2 separate regions of the Mus musculus genome follow, and region 2 is linked to region 1. A link is a contact called in public promoter capture Hi-C data. All regions are on one chromosome and are shown on one strand. The core of a region is the stretch at or near the end of the contact, and the rest is flanking DNA. Distances in the headings are between cores, read along the strand shown.

Region 1 (3,346 bases), core at 185-2,684:
GGGGGGCGGCGGGTGTAACTGCTTACCTCGGTGTAGTTGATCTTGGAACCACTGAACATGTTGTCCCGTGCAGCCTCCACGCCTCTGGACTTGGCCTAGGGAGAGAAGCCACTGCTGAGGTCTTGTATCCCATCCCCCATCCTCATCACCTATCACAAGTCCAGCCCCCCTCCCCCCCCACTCCCCCCCCCCCTTGAGGCTGACAGATGTTCTTCATAGACAGATTCCTTTTCCAGCATCTTCAAAGAGTCTGCTCAATCAGCAGGGGGCCTGGAGATCCCTGGGATACCAACTCCACACCGGGACCTAGAACCCAAAACAAAGCGCAGCCCCCACCCACAACCCAACCCAGAGATCACAACTCCCCAGTCAGAACATTACCAGCTCCACCAGCATCTGCATCACCTCCTTGTTCACAAGGTTCTTGGAGTAGTCCACCAGAATATGCCCATGGTTGGTGTTGAGGTTCAAGCTGCAGAAAGATGGAGACGCTGCTGGTCACACCCCAGCGGCAGTGCCTGGCCACAAAGGCTGACCTGTAGCAGTGTTAAGTAGTGTAGGAAGCCACGCCACAGAAAGAAGATGTAGACAGATCCTGGGCAGAACTTCCCCCTTCAAGCTCCACATCTCAAACTTACAAGGAAACACCCAGGGAGAGGTATCAGGGACGTCCAGTGAGGAACCACAGGTGGTCATCCCAGGTCCCTCGCCTCCTGGCATCAGTGACAAGGCACGAAGATGCATCACATGTACGATTTCTTCCACCCTCCCTTCTATTTCGCAGTCGCTCACAAGTCTCTCTGGCCTCTGCATCCTGCCTCCGCCGCTCTATTTTTACACCGTGGCTCCCAGGAAATCTCAGCCTTACCCACCCTGTCTGACCAAAGCCCACTAGGAGCAGGTGGGAGGGGACAGCTCTCTCGTGCCTGTCGAGCCAGCAGCGGCTGCTCCTCCTCATGGGTGGTTAGAAATCCCTACTCAAATGGCTGAGACTGAGAGGCGGGGGCGAAGGGATCCCCAAGGAGGAGCCGATTCCTCCTAATGACTAAGCAGCCTCGGCCCTCTGGCTAGCACGCGGGTCCCAAAACCCACTCCAAGGAGGCATCAAGGACAAAGTGCGGCCCCGGCCTGGGCCCTGCAGGGCTGCTGGGGGGGGGGGGGTCACGGGAGCCCCGACCCCGTGCGTGCACCTGAAGTTGTTGAAGCGCTCCGGATCCGCCTCAAAAAGTTCGCGCAGCTTGAGGTTGGCAGAGTTCGCGCGGTGCCACTCCAGGAGCTTCTGGAACTGCGGGTTCCGGGTGAGCGCAGCCATGGCGAGGGACCCGAGAGGTACACGGAGCAGGACGTGCTCGGAAGAGGAAGGAAAGAGGAGCGGCGGCGCGCGGCAAGTCGGTACCAGTGCGCGCAGCGGGCTTTATGGCGCAGGCGTCCGACCCCGCCCCGCCTCCGGCCCCGCCCCACCTCTGTCCTCCGCGTCCGCTAGGCGACCTTGCCGGCAGCTGTAGATCTGGGGGCCTCTGCTGGCCTCTCTGTAACACAAGTGTGGCCACTTGCGATGAACCTTGGCTGGCTTCTGTTCGGAAGTGACTTGAAGGGCAGAGGCGGAGTTTCTCGTGCCAGATCCGCTTGCTTCTTTCATTCATTCATGTATTCAATTCAGCAGAACTTTTTTTTTTTAAAGAATTTATTTACTATATGTAAGTACACTCTAGCTGTCTTCAGACACTCCAGAAGAAGGAGTCGGATCTCCTTACGGATGTGTTTGCTGGGATTTGAACTCAGGACCTTCGGAAGAGTAGTTGAGTGCTCTTACCGGCTGAGCCCAATTTAGCAGAACTTTATGGAATGCCTTCCTGGTTAGAGGTACTAAAGCAAGTGTTGTGGGTACGTAAGCCAAATAAGTAAATAGAATTTATGGGATTTCAGAGCTGGCAAGTGCTCCTGAGAAGAGGCAAACTGGATGAAGCCCCAGAGATGAAACTGTGGTTAAGAACACATAGTTCCCTTGCAGAGGACCTGAATTGGGTTCCCAGTACTCATAACTGCCTGTAACTCCCGCTGCAACCAATGGGAATACCAATGGCACTTGCATCCTTATGCTCATACCCACCCCACACATAATTAATGCTAAAATTATATACCCACCCCACACACATAATAAAAATTGTATGTCCACTCCCACACATAATTAATAAAATATCCACCACACAATAAAAATGAAATTATATGTATATATATTTAAAGGCAGGTTGGAAATAAGCATTTCCTTTAACTAAATGGTTAAGAAAAAAAAATTCACTCTTTATTATATTTGAGTAAAAGCATGAAGGGGAAGAAATGAGCCAGTTGGCTACCTGGAAGGAAAGTGTTCAGTCAAAGGGAAAAGACACTGCAAAGTCTGAGACAAGAGCACCCATAGATGTCCCACAAACAGCACCCATAGATGTCCCACAAACAGAAGACACATGTGGCTGGAGTGGAGCAGATTAGGGGAAGAAGTCATAGAGGTGACATTAGAGAAGGGAATTCACCCAGTGGCTTACAAATCATTGTGAGAATTTTGATTTCTGTTTAGAGATGAGGAGCCACTGAACAAGTCCACATGGAGCAGGGACTTTATCTGACACACTGCCTAATGGATCAGTTAGCTCAGTGAGCTAAAGCAGGTCCTGAGGGAGGGAGCTTCAGTCAAGCAGGAGGAGACGGACATAGAGGATGGAATGAGTGAGGGATCCATAATCGCCTAGAGAGAAAGGGCAAGATATGCACTTTAGGATCCAACTTCCTAGAAAAACTGGATTCTTATCCACAAGTCCGAGGGACAAGGGAGACTTCAAATGAGGACGAGTAGGTGAGGTGAAGTGTTTGCGGGGGACTGCGGGAAATATGTGTAAGTCTTGATACTTGCTAAGCTTCCCAAACAGTGCTGGACATCTAGCACTGGGGTGGCAGGCACTGGGGTGGCACTATAATCCCAGCATGAAGGGAGGAAAGGCAGGAAGATCGAGAGTTCAAGGCCAGGGTCAGCAACATAGGAATCTGAAGCCATCACGTCTAAAAAAAACCCAAAACACAGGAACTGAGAATTTTGTAAAGCATTTGCCTCAGAAGCATGCGAGGATACGGACACGTTTACTCTCCAGAGCCCATGGAAAAACCTGCACATGGTGGCCTTTTGCAATCTCAGTGCTAGAGAGGCAGAAACGGGAGGGTCCTAGGGTTCAATGGCCAGCCTGGCCTCAGGGGTGAGCTCCAGATCTCACCAACAGACCCTGACTCAAAAAAGAAGCTGAAATTTTTATAAAGTATGTTTTTAAAAGAGGGGCTGGCGAACCTTAAAAAAAAA
Region 2 (3,297 bases), core at 686-3,185, 1.1 Mb after region 1:
AGCCAGGACTACACAGAGAAACCCTGTCTTGAAAACACACACACACATACCACACCCACACACACACACACACACACACACACACACACACACACACACAAAACCCGTTCTTTCTCCAAGTTCCTTTTGGTCAGGATCTTTATCAGAGCAGTGTAAAGCAAACTAAGACACCAGGCTAGCCTCAAACTCAACAGTAGTGCTCTTTCAGCCTCTGGAAAGGCATGGAGATCACAGTGTGTGAACCATCACGTCCCGTCCGTTGGCAGGACCTTTCTTAGACTGAAGTAGCCCTTTTCTCATGACCTGGTGAATTTATTTATATATTTATTTATTTTTTAACTTTTTAACGTATGTTAAGCTGTTGCTTTTGTTTATTTTCAAGAACTTATTTTAAACCTCTCGAACCGTCTAAATATATATTTATTTACTTTCGATGTTTTTACATTTATTTATTTTGTGTGTTTGCTGGGGGGTTGGAGGGGGAATGCATGTGCCATGGCGCACGTGTGAGGTCAGAGAACCTGTGGAAGTTCTTTTTTGCACCTTCTACCCTATGGGTTCCAGGGAATGGAACTCAGGTTGTCAGGCTGAGCGGCAAGCACTTTTATCCTCTGAGCCACCTCTGCAGCCATACTAACACCATTTTTGTTGTTTGTTTTTGTTTTTCGAGACAAGGATTCTCTGTGTAGCCTTGGCTCTGAGACCCGCTTGTCTCTGCCTCCTGAGTCCTGAAATTAAACGCCCCTGGCCCCTAAAACACTTCTTAAAGAGCATGAAAACGGTTGGTTAGTTTTGAAAGCCGAATCTGAGGTTTACACTGCGACCCACAGACCTCCAAAGGCAGAAGACAAAGGTGTTTTTTGGTGGTGGTGGCGGCGGTGAGGAAGGAGTCTACAGGCTGGGGGCTCTAGGCTCCTGCAGATGTAGCCCGATGTGCTACCAATATCCGACGCCAGTTTACCTACTCTCCAGTAGGAGGTTCCGCGAACCCCGAGCCTAAGGAACCCCCTGCTACTCCTGTACTAACCACATCGATACCTATAACACGAGACCAGCCAGAGAAAAAATCACTTGGGCTTGAGAACTGAGAAAACCGAGTTTGGGAACTCTGGCATCCTTAAAGACACCTGCAGAATTCCTGTGCACAAAGCCTGCTCAGTAGGTGGCCCCCTCTCCCGACGACTTCTGCTACCCAAGCGCTCGGAGGCCTCCTCTCCTGCAAACAGCTTTCCGTCCTTCCTGGCCAGAGCCTTTAAAAGCTTCCGAGCAGCGAATGAACTGGTCATGAATGTCCGCGTCCCTGAGTGGGAAAGCAAACGTATTTAGTTCTCTGCATTTACTATTCCTAGGGCTCCAGAGAAAGGGCGAATTTGGGTTTCGCTACGTTTGCTGAAACCCCGATCCCGCTGGCTGCGCCACCTTAACGCTCACAAGGTAGTGAGCTGTGAACAACACTCAGATTAAGATCGAAGGCTCAGCAAGAGCTCCATTCTAGACTCGCGGCAGACAGCACTTAACACTTGCATGGGGCAGGGGCGCGGTCTATACAATCAAGGGCAGGGCTTCAGGGCTCTGGCTTCAGCCTCGGGCGGGGCTGGAGGAGGACCGTGCGTGTTGTGGGCGGGGCCTTAGTTGAGCGGGGCGAGGCTACAGAGTTAGGTATCCGCCTCCGGTAGGACTGGATGGTGGAGGGGCGGGGCCTAGGCGAGATGGGGCGTGGCTCCAGAGATCAGGGGTGGGGCTCACTCTGGGATGCAGGAGGACTGCAAATGCGGGGGGCGGAACTGTAGGGCTTGGGATTCGCCTCTTGGGAGGCTGAAGGCGGGGCCTAGGTGGCAGAACTGAGTTCCAGGCTCGGGATCTGCCTAGGTCCAGGTCTTGCTAAGAGGGGCGGAGCTCCAGATATCTGGCGCTCTAGGGCTCGGGCGGGGCGGCAGGGCGGCTGGCTGGTCGGGGCGGGAGCGGGGGCGGGTCCCGGCGCCTCCTGGGGCCCTTAGTAGCCACTGCACCTCAGTTCACCCTGGACTCCCGCGCTGCCAGCATGACCGATACGCTGCTACCCGCGGCTCCCCAGCCGCTGGAGAAAGAGGGTGACGACTACTTTCGAAAGGTGAGTGGCGAGTCAACAGACCCTCTCTCTCTGTCCTGGCAAACTGCGGAGCGTGCTGAAGGGGCTTGAGGCGGGGGTCGGCTTGGACTGGAGGGGGAGGGGAAGGAGAAGGGAGAGACCCGCAGAGTTGGTGCGGGCCGAAGGGCGGAGAAGGGGGGTCGAAAGGGGATTGATTGCGCGGGGCTTGGAGCCCCGAGCAGATGGCAGCCGGGCTGGGGCGTGCAGGTGCACAGGCAAGCCACACGCAGGTGGGAACCTGGGGAGGTGATCCGGATGGCCCTGCCAGGCTTCTCGCGCTGGTGGGGAAAGGACCAGCTCCTGGCCACGCTGGCGAGCTCGGTCGGTCCCTCTGCACTTATACCGCAGCTCAGTTTCCACCCGAGCGCTTAGCCATGGTGCATCTGGAGGGCGAGTTTTGCTCTTTTGCCTCCCAAGTGCTTTCAGCGTTGGCCCCCTTCGACTTCTTGGTAAGGGAGAGTGGATGCTGCAAGGGGACCTCGGGCGTGCCCCTTCGTTTGTCCTCGCCCAAGAGAGCCAGAGAACCGGAGTCTCACTCTTCCAAAGTGGATTTATCTGTATTTGGTTGTCCGAGAGACCGAGAGGGCGAGACTGGACTCTGCGCGCTTGGCACGTCTTGGCGCTCCTGGGCAATTAATGCGACTGCCTTTCGCCCTGGAACTCAGTTCCTCAAAAGCGACCCCATTAGGCGCCCACAGCGGTGCTGGGATTGCCCAACAGCTGCTGGCTTTCAAAGGCACTTTAGAGGTGCGAATCACTGTGACAGACTCCTCACCTTCCTCTTGGGTCCCTAGAGAGTCTAAAAATAGCTTTTGGACTTTGGCCAAGGATCACCTGGTGGGTTGAGAGATTGTCGTGGATATTTTTCTAACTGATACGATCGAAGGCGCAGCGAGCAGTCATGAATAGGGAAGTGAAACTGCTTCCCACAGAGCAATCAATTCTTAATTGTTCGTAAATGGGCTTGGCAGCTTCCTTCTCCCGCGGGACTCTGGCATCTTAAAGAACTTTTGCTCACACGTGAAGTAGTAATAGAAAAGAGGGAAATCTGGAGACAGGTGGGGACAGTGGGCAATTTTTAAAGTTCCTTTTGGCATTTAAAAAAGTTTTAAAGTATATTTAAGTTGAAAGATGTCATCATGGAATTACAGGATTATAACTTCTAATTA

What was found. Promoter capture Hi-C pulls out the DNA fragments that hold promoters and counts their contacts.
Region 2: a contact with region 1 is called in a promoter capture Hi-C map of pre-B cells. The contact joins the promoter of Rhpn2 here to the promoter of Gpi1 in region 1. A contact is called at or near these places in 7 of 39 promoter capture datasets (the C10 cell line, cranial neural crest, frontonasal cranial neural crest and 3 more), 2 of 484 Hi-C or Micro-C datasets (B cells and CD4 T cells), 2 of 115 datasets of contacts at active chromatin or transcription factors (astrocytes and pancreatic cancer cells) and 2 of 9 other capture datasets (adipose tissue and liver).

The regions. Positions count from the first base shown.
Region 1 is chr7:34,228,902-34,232,247 of GRCm38.p6, forward strand. It overlaps Gpi1 (glucose-6-phosphate isomerase 1), which reads right to left and starts at 1,435. Exons shown (of 18, transcript NM_008155.4): 1 at 1,191-1,435; 2 at 382-472; 3 at 27-95. The coding sequence starts at 1,312. It overlaps Gm12762 (a long non-coding RNA gene), which reads right to left. Exons shown (of 2, transcript XR_881947.3): 2 at 2,281-3,346.
Region 2 is chr7:35,332,302-35,335,598 of GRCm38.p6, forward strand. Rhpn2 (rhophilin, Rho GTPase binding protein 2) reads left to right here and starts at 1,936. Exons shown (of 15, transcript NM_027897.4): 1 at 1,936-2,110. The coding sequence starts at 2,042.